3 separate regions of the Gossypium hirsutum genome follow, and all the other regions are linked to region 1. A link is a contact called in public Hi-C data. All regions are on one chromosome and are shown on one strand. Each heading gives the region's core, a stretch centred on a gene start, on an enhancer-like site or on the middle of the called end of the contact. The rest is flanking DNA. Distances are from core to core; before and after follow the strand shown. Region 1 holds the start of LOC107886476. Region 2 holds the start of LOC107886536 (paramyosin). Region 3 holds the start of LOC107886540 (60S ribosomal protein L27a-3).

Region 1 (4,413 bases), core at 933-3,432:
TAGAACAGCTCATAGGTCCATAACTTTGTTAATTTCTCATGATATATTGGTAGTTTCCTCAGAGGCGTCTTCTGAACTACGAGTTGTACCTATACCACCAACAATCCCAGTATCAAAAGGATCAATTATCAAATTAATATTAGTATCGCTTTCTACTTGCGAGGAGATCACCAGAATCTAGGGGCGAGGCCTTATCCTATAGTAACTGTAAAAGAAGTTCTTGGTTTCCTTTTTAAATCTTGTTAGAATTAGACCCAAGTCATCATTGGTGTCATTTGCTACATAGGGCCATGTCTGTCTTTCAAGGTCTGCACCTAAAGCTTCAGAAACTTCTCTGTTGTCACCTCGCCTATATCTATCGAGGCTAAAGTCCTCTAAACAGAATTGAAATACGTTTCTCACGGTTATAAGATCTTCAATAATAGGAAATTGCTAGCACGAAGCCTTTACAACTGGGCTGAACTACCATTTGTCTTTACAGTTCGCCTGAATGAACACGTGTCCTTATTAGATGCGAACCACTCTGTAGGAAAACTAAACCCGTCTGTGAGCCTACATCTCACCCTAATATATTTTCTCCAGTTCAGCTAAAGATTAGCACATTTGTTCGTAATTATGGTCTCACCTTTATCATAAGGGGAAAAATTGTAAAAGCCCAATGAGTTCCCTCGGTTTTGGGCCTTTAATAGATATAAGCTTCGGAACACCACGAGCCATGGTGCTTTGTTATGTTGGCAGTAATCAATAAAATAAGCCATTGTGGTCCACCAAGAGAACCCACAGAGTTAACGAAGAGCAATCTGGTAATCTTGAAGAAGATGACAGAAGAACGGATACAAGGGCAAGTGGAACTTTACTTCTAGAGCATGGAGGAGGAGCAGAAAGCTATCATCACTAGTATCACTGAGCCTGTGAAGCCTCTTAGGGATGGAAAATTTGCAAGTAAAATTGGGGATTTGAATCTCCCGTGCACTCAAAACTCGACCTATTTCTTCATATTTTTGTAGCACAGATGAAGAAATTGGCTTCTATAATGACCTTTGAAGCACACTCTCGCGGTGGACAACAGAGAATTATTCGACCATCAGCACTCCTCATTTTCGACATGTTTTTTTTATGTAGAAAGAAAAGAAAAGGAAAGAAGATGTTACCTTGAAGAAAATCTCAATCAAGCCTATTTGTAGGAAATGTTAAGATTGTGAGTTTAGGGTTTCCAAAAACCTCTTTTAAATAAGTTTCTCTTCCCTGTGTTTTGACAGTTCAAATGACCGAGAAACACCAATGGTCAGATACAAACAGACGCGATCTATTCGTACACGTGGAAAAGTTAACGTCATGTCCCAGTAGTTGCTGCGTACTCAGCAAGGCTATATAAATGGGAAGTGATGGCTCTAAGGAGTGCCACTTTATAGCCTTCTTTAAACCCAATAGGGATGATTAGATTGTTATGTACTTATAATCACCAACCTAAGAATTAGATAAGGTCTAGGTCGCCAACCCGCGACCTGAAAGTTCACAGGGGGAGCTCACAAGGGAACTCGCTGTCTCAAATCGCATATATCCGAGTTCGTATATGGGGGACACGAAGTCTAGCAAGTAGCCTAAAATAGTACATGTGTTGTACATGCATAAAGTCTACTAAGAACATCAATTCCACAAACAATAATCATGTATATAAATATTCGATTATCCCTTTTAATGAGACACAATGGAAAGTTACTCAACAAAAATAAATTATTTTCTATGACATCAGTGATTCAATCAGTAGTAAAAGAGAGTGTTTATTTGGTGTTTTGAGTTTAAATTTTATTATACGCATATATATTTTTAGAATTTATTTGTTATTTATTATTTACCATTTAAAAACTTCAATAAATTGCTTTTATTTTGTTTTTCTTTGGAATTTATTTATTATTTACTATTTTCATAATCGAGACCTATGAAAATTAAAAAAAAAAAGGCGCTATTCATTTATAGCTCTAGATTTAAGTCTAATAAAAAACGGAATGAAATTTCAAATTTGATTTAAGAGTCCGGTTGATGGGTGCGTAAAGGCAATACTTAAAGTAATATTTACCATTTAAAAAACTTTAATAAAGTGCTTTTATTGATTAAAAAATTGAACATGAATTATATTTTTTGATTTATTTATTTTATATAAAGGCAAAGGAAAGGCACATGCGTAACTTTTTTTCATTTGTTCCTTCACACGCTTTTATCCGATTACACCTACACCCAAAACAAAAATGAGAAGAGTAAATTTAAGACGGTTAAGAAAATTAGTTGGCAGGAAATCTAGGAAGTTTCAGTTGGGGGCTGGCAATTTGAATGTCAAAACCTCCCCCATTGCACCTGTCCATTCACCCATTCATCCATTCATCTAATATATATGTTTAACTTTGTTCCAGGGTACTATTTGCATATTAACTACATTTTTCTTTTAAATATTTATATAGCGAAAAAAATAAGAACCCAAATTCTAATTTCAATCTCTGCTCATCAAAACTTAGAAACAGTAGAAACATTTTTCTAATATCTTCTCTCTTTTTCCTTCATTTTCTCTGTTTCTTTCCCCAGATTTTTTAAAATTTTACGATTTCTTTTCTTCTACCAAAAAGTAGTACAGAAAAAAAGGATAGAATTCTTTTCTTTTTTTTTTTGGGGAAACTGAAATTCATCGTTCAGTTTCAGGTCTTTTTTCCTTCAAGTTTTCTATATTTTTTTTTCTGTTAGTAAGGCAATCAAGAAGTTCGTTCTCTCAATTCTCGAGAGAGAAGCATAAACTTATTTCTTGCATATTTTCAGTTAAAGAGGAGAAGGTGATTTTTCTCGTGATTTAGAGCCATTTTAAATACAGTTTCAGTTTCCATCAGATCCTTTTCAGTTGTTCTCAATTATCTTTCCATTCAGGTAAGTAAATATTTGTAGTTTCTTTTCTTTCATTTAGCTTAGTTTTCCGTTTGTTTCTCGAGGAAATTCATCGTCTCACCTGCAGCCTATATAATCATTCAATTATTTTAAACCTTTCTAATTAGATTTTGAATCTTTGATTCGTTATTTTAGTGTATCCATTTTTTGCTCGTACTTACTTACTTTCTTTTCTTTTTTATCTGGTTAATAAATTTTATTTATTGTTTGAAATTTATTGGACCAAAAAAAAGTAATAGGAAAGGAGTTGAATCTGAGATTTTTAAAGGAATAAAACCTGATTTTAAGCAAACTTTGAGGTCAGGTTTATGTTTTTGGTCATTTTGTTCAGTATTATATTTCAACCTAAGCAACGCAAGGTTATGCTATTAACTAAAATAAAATAAAATCTCGGTATTGCAGTTTTTTAATTCTACAATTGTCGGATATTAGTTAAAAAAGAAAAGAAGGGAAAGACACATGTCTACTTGATTATGGAGTTAATAGAATTTATGATAGGAATTTCTCTGGTTTTGTGATTGTCCGGCGACCGTGATCTTTTGTCCAGGGGATAGCACATGGTTGCTTACTTTGTTGCGTTATGTGGAAGAGGTTCTTAGACGCTTCTTATGGGGATTCTTACATCTTTTTACAATATAATAAGATCCTTGGGTTAAGTGTTAAAGGCCGGAGTAATTAGCTTGTCTTTTCCTGTCTGCATAAACTGGTAAAATTGATTCAACTAGGATATCAGCTTGGAATTAGGTGCCATTCCCATGAAGTTGCTGTTTGAATCTCAGTTCTTGTTGGTGTGCATCTTGGTTTCTTTTAACTGTAACTATTGTTTTGCTTCATCATTTTAGTTTTAATAATAAAATTTGTTATTCAGGTCCTTTTGCTGAGGGTCTCTCTTTGTTTCATGGAGAATGGGCAACTGAATGCCTGCTAATTAATGCTCAAAGCCTCTTGCAATCTGAATTGCCCATAGTTTGTTGTGAATATACAATTCAGACGAATTTTTAAATAGAATGGGGATCTTTACACGCAGGTGCATGACTTATGGCGCCCTTTTAATTAAAAAGAATAAAGTTTATATTGTGTCTTATTGTGTATATCTATAGAAAAGGTTACTTAGATGTGGAAGTTATTTAACTTTTATTCCATCTTGGTGACTGCAGTACGGTTAGTAGAAAGCCAAATGAGAGCATGAGGCTTATTGTGACAACATTTGTTGGAGTAGTTTTTGGCTTCTTAATTGGATTATCTTTCCCAAAATTGTCATTAACAAAGGTAGGCAAACCATTTCCCCCTTTTAATTTTATTTTCATTATTATGCATCTAGCAATAATGATCTTTCTCATCTGCGTAATGGAACTTTTGTGCTGTCTGAATTTGGCAGTTCAATATATCATCTGGCATTCTTACGACCATTGATATCAAATACACTGAATATACCAACTCAGTCCCCTCAGGCTCAACTCCTTTGCAGCATCCGATTGATAATAA
Region 2 (4,413 bases), core at 1,024-3,523, 680 kb before region 1:
TATATTTGAAAAAGCTATCATTCATTTCATCATTTTGGGCTAACGAAATTTGCCTCAATATAGTTTTTGTTCTTCTTCTTCTTTTAATGGATGCTTTGATAAAGTTTTACTAGATGCTTAAACGTACGTCAGGTACATGACTAATGCATTTTTATACCACATCGGTAGTATGAATTTTCAATAACCTTCAAATATTTTGACTACAATTTTTTTGTTTTACATTATTATTCGTTTTCTAGTGATTAGAAGTATCACTGGTTATTAGTACATTTCCAACCACATCCTCAATTACAATGACAACCATGAACTCTATATTTTCATTTTTCATAATTGTTATGTATTGCTACATTCACTTCGGGGAATGGAGCATAATTAGTGAAACGAATAACTTGTTATTTTGTTTAGCTATAAGAATACATGATATCAATTTATAATACTTTTTAAAACATTTTAAACAGTAAGCAGAGAATTATTGACGCAATCAAGATTACCACTAAGCTACATGTGAACATCAAATAAAAGGAATAAACAATTTTAAAAATATTATTCTCATTACTACAAATAAAACAAAGGTGGAGGTATAGAAACCCATAAAGAAATTCTCGGGTGCAAATGCTGGAAAGAAAAATTCTTTGTGAGCTTTGATCATCTTTATACAAGTTAGCATGTACTAACCTTGCTAGCCCGTAAAATCTAGTTATTATAGCTAAACTAAATGCATTAAAAATATATATTACATTTTACCAGTGCATAATGATCAATAATTAACCAGGTTTACTTGGTTAAGTTGAAATGATGCATGGTGGATATTTAAAAAGAAAGAGAAGTGGTAACTTCCATCATAAATCAACAAATTAAATGGAAAAAACTATGACCAGTAATAACAATAAAAGAGGTAATATTCATCAAGAATTTCAAGAGCTACTTATAGAAAATGTCAAATAGTGTATTGGCCAATCATATTTTAAATAAAATTAGGAACTTAATGCACATGTCAATTGAATGCAAAACACACAAAATTAACAAACAACAAATCTCTTTCAAAAAATGCCTGATAGGTTACATATAACATTATGCATTAACATGAAATCCCAATCTACCACGTAGTCCATAAATAATAAATCCATGAAAGAGTATGCAAGCAGCAATGTAAAACAAACAAACAAATAATATAATATAAAATTTTATGCAAATTATCTAGATCAAGAAAATAAGATATAAATTAAAACAAATTGAAATAATTGAAAAAAATTACTAACCTTTTAAAAAAATGGTGAAAAAATCAAATAGTTTAACAAAAAAAAGATTTGTATGCTTTGAATATTTCTCTTTCTATCAAAATATGATGAACAAATTAAAACAATTATGAAAATACATATGTCGTATATAGTTTAATGGAAGATTTATAGGCAGATAACGTGTTATCAAATAATCAAGTAAAAGAATACTAAAAAAGTAAACAATAGATCAAATCAATAGATAATTTTCGCGTATCTCATTTCACGCATATAAGGGTTTTATTTATAATTATTGCCATTTAATACAACACACATAAATGAAGCTTAGTTAAGTGCTTCATTAACACAACTTGCATATTTACTTTCATAATGAATGAGAGGGATTTTATCTCATAAATAAAGGGATTAGAATTTGGACATCCACATTTATTTGTAACAGTTTATTTGATTTTTTATTTTTTAAAAGTTTTCATTTTTTATTTTTTCATCATTTGAAAATTTTTATTTTATTTAATATTTTCATATTTTTCATATTTTTAGAATAAAATTTTATCATTTTTATAAATTGGAATAAAGTTTTATCATTTTTATAACTTGGAACTTAAATGTTAAGAAATTAATAATTAAATCTAAATTAAAAAACTACACTATTAACTTTTAATTAGGAATGCATTTGGATGAACGATGAATTTTTTTACTATTAATATAAAAATAATAATGAAAGTGAAATTAAATATTATAATGTGAGAGAAAAAATAACTAAATGCACTATCAACCGTCTATTCAAACGGACCATAAGAAATCAATAATTTTTAAGTGCAATTACGAGAAATTATTCGCATTTAAGGGTTTATTTAATTGTTTTTTCAACCCCTAAATTTTCCGGTTGGAAGTCAAATCCTAAAACGTAATCCTCTTAATCAATCTGACCCGTCAAATTAGAATACCAAAAAGAAGCTACTCAACGTGGCACCATCTAAGCCGTATATTCACCAAAACATAAACCTTTTAATTTCATATTTTAAAATTTTAAAATTGTTTTCCTTGTGAAGTTAATTTCCTTTCAAGGCGCTAATAAAATAAAATACCAGAGACCAAGGAGAGACTGGTTGGTAGCTAATCGTGTTCTTTGTTCTTCGGCTTCACCGTCTCGTTTAGGTAACGACACCCCTATTTCTCTTAATCTTAATTTCACTAGACCTCTTTTTGGAAGCAATTTCTGGTTATAATTTAATCGTAATTTATCCTCACCTGTTTTTTTCCCTATTTCAATGATTTCATTTCCTTCCTCCCTTCTCAACTAATATCGATCGGTTACTTCCATTATCTTCCTCCTCTGCTTCCAATTCTAGGGTTCGGATCGCACCAAAATACGGGATTTTTTACTGTCGATTATATAAATAATTGGCTTCTTTTTTAAATGACGAGTGCGGGCAATGAAGAAGTCGATGCAGTGCTCAGTGACGTGGAGTCTGATGAGCCGGTACCGATTGTTATTAAAGATCCGTCTCGAGAGGATGTATCGGTCGAGAAATTCCGTGAAATTCTGGCGGAGCTCGATCGCGAGAAACAAGCACGAGAAGCTGCCGAGAATTCCAAATCAGAACTTCAAGTTTCGTTTAATCGATTAAAAGCTTTGGCTCACGAGGCGATTAAGAAGCGAGATGAGTGTGGGAGACAACGTGACGAAGCTCTCCGCGAGAAAGAAGAAGCTTTGAGATCGAACGATAACTTAACGGCGCAATTAGCTGAAGCTAATAAGATTAAAGTCGAGGTTACGAAACAGAGAGAAGATTTGGCGAAGCAATTGGAGGAAGCGTCCAAGGGAAAAGATGGATTGCGATCGGAGATCGAGACTTCTGCTCATATGCTTGTTTCAGGTATAGAAAAAATATCTGGAAAAGTTAATAATTTCAAGAACTTCTCTGCTGGAGGATTGCCGCGATCGCAAAAGTACACCGGACTGCCCTCCGTTGCTTATGGAGTCATCAAAAGAACAAACGAGATCGTTGAAGAGCTCGTTAAACAGATCGAAACCACAACCAAATCTAGAAACGAAGCCAGGGAGCAGATAGAGCAACGAAATTACGAAATTGCCATTGAAGTTTCTCAGCTTGAAGCTACATTAAGTGGGTTACGAGATGAGGTGGCAAAGAAAACTAATATAATTGAAAATTTAGAGAAGAATATAGCTGAAAAGGATGGGAAGATTGGGGAGATTGAAAAAGAGATGTCGGAGAAGATTAATTTGGCACAGGATGAATTAATGGAGTTGAGGAACTTGACCAGTGAATATGATGATAAATTGAAAATTTGGCAGATGAGGATGGAATTACAGAGACCGTTACTGGTTGATCAGTTGAATTTCGTTTCTAGAATTCATGAAATTATTTATGATGTTATTAAGATTGTTGATGCTGATAATATGGATCAGTCAGATGTATCGGAGTCCTTTTTTCTTCCACAAGAGACAGATTCTGTGGAAAATATACGCGCTTGTTTGGCGGGGATGGAGTCTATCTATGAATTAACAGGAATTCTTGCTGGGAAAACAAAGGACTTAGTGGATGAAAAGAATCGTGAAGTAAAGAGTTTAAACGAAACAGTTGCTCGATTGATTAAGGAGAAAGAACATATTGGTTCTTTACTTAGGAGTGCATTGTCCAGGAGGATGGTATCTGAAAATAAGTCCAAAACTAACGAGTTGTTTCAAACTGCTGAGAATGGTTTGAGAGAGGCTGGAATTGACTTCAAATTTAGTAATCTTATTGGCGATGGAAATAAAGCTGGAGATCCAGGCTCAGACCAGGATGAAATATACACTCTGGTTAGATTTTTTCTATTGCCATTGATTTGTTACATGTTCTCTTTAAGTTTGCATAGTGTTTCAAGGTCATATCTTTCCCTTTTGAGGTTCTATTATGTCATTTGACAGGCTGGTGCTTTGGAGAATATTGTCAAAACATCTCAGCTTGAGATAATTGAACTGCAGCATTCTGTGGAGGAATTAAGGTACCTGTTATTTCGGATTTTTAAAATTGCACAAAATCAATATTCTATCCTCCTGCTTTTGTATGGGACGATTAAAGGAATATTAGGAGTAGAATAGGTTAACATAGAGAGTTTTTCTGCATGAACTGAACTCCATACTGTTCTAATGTATTAAGGGCAGAGT
Region 3 (4,413 bases), core at 703-3,202, 570 kb after region 1:
TTATGCTACTGAGTTCTTAACAAAAGGTGTGTTTCCCGAGAACCAACCGGTCGTGGTTAAGGCTAAGTTGGTGTCCAAGACTGCTGAGTAGAAGATTAAGGAGGCTAGTGGTGCGGTTGTGCTCACCGCTTAGGTTAGATCTTTTGATTTTAGATCTGAATGGCATCTCTGTTATATTATTATCTTAGACTTATTTTGAAATTAAATTTTGCATTAACATTCGTAATTTTGGCTCAACTATAGATATTATATGTGATAAGTTTTGAGATATGTAGTTCATCTAGTTGTGTTTTGTTGCATACCATAGATTTTGGTAGACATGGACTTAAGTTGAATACTTATAGCCCCGAGTGCAATGGCTTGTTGTACGTGATGTATGCCATTAAGGTTTTCCTGCATAGTTTGAAGCGATTCAAAACTTTGGCATGGAAATTTATGATGATGAATCTTATGGGGGACTAGCGATAGCTTTCTTTTGTGTTGGTGAATTTTGGAATAAATTTTAGTCGATGCAGTCTCTTGGTACTCACAAGTTACTTGAGTTCAACTCGAAAAAACTTCAAACTTGCTTTGGTAATTATCGAGTCGAGCTCTCCTCGAGCCAACTTTGAGCGTAGTAATACTTGACTCAAACTCGCAAGCCTTATTGAGCTTTTTATAATTTTATATTATTAAATTACGTTATTATCCTTAATATGTATTATTAACCTTAAACTTAATTATTGAGTTGAGCTTGAGCTCGAGTTCAGAAATTAGTAAACGAGCTTAATCAAGCTCGATTATATCTTGAGCCGAGCTTAAGCTTGGCAGTATTCAGGCTTGGCTCGGTTCGATTATGCCCGTAGTTGAGCCATTAATCCCCAATTTCCATGCTGAAACCCATCTTATTAATAGGTGTTGCAGACCAAAATGAAAGTACGAAAAGCATATGTCTTAGCTGCCCTGCTTCATTGACATTAGCAATTTACTAATCTGGGAATGGTGTGTTATATGTGGTGCCATTGCTTAATGTGGTCGTACGTGTTCAAGAAGTTATGGTAAAGTTCATGGATGTAGAAGGGAAAGAAATAGACATTTATTATGGAACCATAAATTGGTAATTCACTTGGTGACCATCTTATTTTGTAATTGGTATTTTGAGATCTAAACTATGTAGGTTAAAATTATTTTGAAGACGATACTTTGATCGAGTTTTCTTTATTTTCTAGTACTATTACCGTCTACCCGTAAGCATGAGAAATGCATTAAGTGAGTGAGGCATAAGGTTAATTTCTTGCTTGGTACCACAGTGATTTAAGTGTTGATTTGAGGCGAAGCTGAAACAATACATACAGCAGTGAGTGAAGAATAAGATGACTATAAAACAATAACCAAAATTTCCCACTGCAACCACAGTTGTAACTTTGAAATAAAACTGTTGCCAAGAAGGGAAGCAAGGCTGTAGCTTTGAGGTTCAGCAAAGAGAGGGCTTTCATTTTCCTGCTCTTAAATGTACCCCGGAAGTGAGCGTGTTGAAATCCACATGGCTAACGCAACGACGTGTTCGGTTGATTGTCATGGTTCAACTAGCTAAGCTTTTCCGGTATCGCGAGGCAATTTGTAGGCTGCAACGCTACCTTAAAAACTGTGGTTGTTTGTTACAACCCTTTCAACAAAAGCAAATGAAACATGATTTACTGGACTTTATCACTAATATTATATTAGTTTACTTAAATTAGTAGTGAACACATTAGCCGAGCAAATGTGAAACTAACCTTAAGGCCCAACCCCAATCAAAATATATCCTATGCTAAATTTATCTATATATTTTCCCAAATATGAAAATAACCTCCTATCAGCAAATTTATAAAAAAAAAAAATCACAATTCTAGGATCCAAATGAACCTTTAAGCCCAACGTGATAAGGGCCAACCCCTGTTTAGATCCATCAAATCACAAAGCCCTAAAAGGCAAAACCCCATTGTCCACCACACAATAAAAACTGACAAAACCCTATTTTCATTTTTCTCGTCTATAAGCCGCGCTTCAGAAGTCCCGTTCAATCCAAGTATCTAACAATGTCAACCCGTTTCAAGAAGAATCGTAAGAAGCGCGGCCACGTGAGCGCCGGTCATGGCCGTATCGGCAAGCACCGCAAGCACCCGGGGGGTCGAGGAAACGCCGGAGGTATGCACCACCACCGGATCCTCTTCGACAAGTATCACCCTGGGTATTTCGGGAAAGTGGGTATGAGGTACTTCCACAAACTCTGCAACAAGTTTTACTGCCCCATCGTCAACATCGACAAGCTTTGGTCTCTCGTTCCACAAGACGTGAAGGCAAAGGCCAACAAGGATTCGGCGCCGATGATCGACGTGACCCAGTTCGGGTACTTTAAGGTCTTGGGAAAAGGTGTGCTGCCCCAGAATCAACCGATGGTGGTTAAGGCTAAGTTAGTATCTAAGACTGCTGAGAAGAAGATTAAGGAGGCTGGTGGGGCGGTTGTTCTCACTGCCTAGGTTAGGGTTTTTGCTTTTGGATCTCTTATATTATCATCTAGGACTTAATTTTTTAAATGAGATTTTACCATAACATTCTTAATTTTGCTTCAACAATATATGGTATGGTGTTTATTTACTTGTGTTTTGCTTTGTTGCATTTGCTTGATTTAAGTTAAGATGCGGAAATTCTTGATACTTTACTGAGATTATTATTAGCTTTTCGTGCTATCTCTATCGTCAGACCATTGCACATTCTGTATCAATCCATTCATTCCCAAATTGGCTTAACCTTCCAATGCACTGCCATTCTTTTGTTGTCAACAATGTTTTTCATAATTTCGTCTCTAGATTTTATGATACATGAGGTAATTCCTCCTTCGATAGAGTAGTGTTGGAAAATCTCCATCAAGAGTGGTCCCTTTGCTAATCAATGCTGGAAAAAAGATATTGAAATTAAGATTATTATCAAGTGCTTATGTCTGGATTGGAGTAAGCCTTTGGCTCAGTGATTTAAATTCGCAATTATTGTAATTCACGTTCATCATTTTGGTCATTGTCCTTTACAGATGACAATTCGCGATTGCATACCAATTTAAACTTTAAAGGACTAATTATTAATCAAAATTGAACATTTTATTATTTTTTGGGCTTGCGTTCCGACCCAACACCGTCCTAAGTTGTCCCCTCCAGGTCGACTCAGCCGCTGCTTCCCCACTCTGCTCAACCGTTTGCATCATAAAGAAACGAAGTAGAATGATGGTTGCTCAACAAATAAGTATAAACATCTATTCTTCTTTTGTCTCTGAAAATTTTGAAAGGCAGACTATCGATGCAACAGCTAATTTTTGAACCCTCCACTAAAATAAAACAAAAGTGTTGATTAAGCAGAGAAAAAGCACATATACACATGAGAACTTTTGTACCAAATGTGGCTTCGTTTGAATCTGATCGTTAAATTCACAGGTGGTTTATGCCTGTAAACATCGGCCTCACCTTTCTGGTTGGAATAATTCTTGGGTGGATCGTGGTTAAGATACTGAAACCAAAACCCTATCTGGAGGGTCTTATCATTGCTACATGTTCATCTGGTAAGGTTGACGCACACACCTTTAGTTTTGTTAAAGCCCCCTTCAAGTAACTATGTATTTAAAAATAAATTCTTGTTGAATTAGGGAACTTTTGAAATCTTCTCCTGCAATCTGTAATGGGGATGGAAGCTCGTTTGGGGATAGTAATGTTTGCAGCACAGTTGCATCTTTTTCAATGGCGGTAATGTGATATCATATTTCAAGCTTATTTTTTATGTACAATAAGCGTTGGGTTGCAGGAATTAGTTGTTTACTCATTACAAAGTAATAAAATGTTTAATTTTGGTTATATTTTAGTACTTTAAAGTTTAAAGTGGTAAGCAACGGTAAATTTTGTCATGTGGTATCTACGTATAAAAAAAATCATTTCATATTTTTATTAGAATTTTTAATGGGAATGATAAATTTTTTATTTAAATATATTTAATAATTGAGTGACTATATATATAACCAATCTCATAATAAAACATAACAATAATAATTTCAATTGTAAAAAGCTATTTTTAATGATTTTTAAAGGTTTACAACAGTCAATGAAATAAAATGTGAAAACTTAATTTTTTTAATCATTATAGTAAAATATTTCTATTATTAAAATACGTTTATTTACATAAGAATATAATTTTTATCATAGTCAAAACCATTTTTTGAATAAAAATAGTTTGATAATTTTTGAGAAAAATATGAAAATTTTAATTTTTTAAAATGATGGAATTCTATTAAGGAAACAGGAGTCATTATCAATTTTTTTATTAGGTGTGATTAGACACCTATAAAATCACATATTTAAAGGAAAATTTTGCAAATTCTTTTAAAAAGATAATGATTTGATCTGAACTTTAAAA

Evidence for each region. A called contact is a pair of places that touch in the nucleus more often than the background predicts.
Region 2: a contact with region 1 is called in a Hi-C map of leaf, with 6 times the contacts expected there. The contact joins the promoter of LOC107886536 here to the promoter of LOC107886476 in region 1. A contact is called at or near these places in 2 of 34 Hi-C or Micro-C datasets (both in leaf).
Region 3: a Hi-C map of leaf shows a contact between it and region 1, with 2.6 times the contacts expected there. The contact joins the promoter of LOC107886540 here to the promoter of LOC107886476 in region 1. A contact is called at or near these places in 2 of 34 Hi-C or Micro-C datasets (both in leaf).

What each region holds. Positions count from the first base shown.
Region 1 is chrA03:96,569,284-96,573,696 of Gossypium_hirsutum_v2.1, forward strand. It overlaps LOC107886476, which reads left to right and starts at 2,183. Exons shown (of 15, transcript XM_016810447.2): 1 at 2,183-2,910; 2 at 3,797-3,955; 3 at 4,086-4,197; 4 at 4,307-4,413. The coding sequence starts at 3,936.
Region 2 is chrA03:95,885,304-95,889,716 of Gossypium_hirsutum_v2.1, forward strand. LOC107886536 (paramyosin) reads left to right here and starts at 2,274. Exons shown (of 6, transcript XM_016810525.2): 1 at 2,274-2,396; 2 at 2,591-4,065; 3 at 4,174-4,250; 4 at 4,406-4,413. The coding sequence starts at 2,659.
Region 3 is chrA03:97,138,883-97,143,295 of Gossypium_hirsutum_v2.1, forward strand. It overlaps LOC107886540 (60S ribosomal protein L27a-3), which reads left to right and starts at 1,953. Exons shown (of 1, transcript XM_016810533.2): 1 at 1,953-2,616. The coding sequence starts at 2,058. The coding sequence ends at 2,498.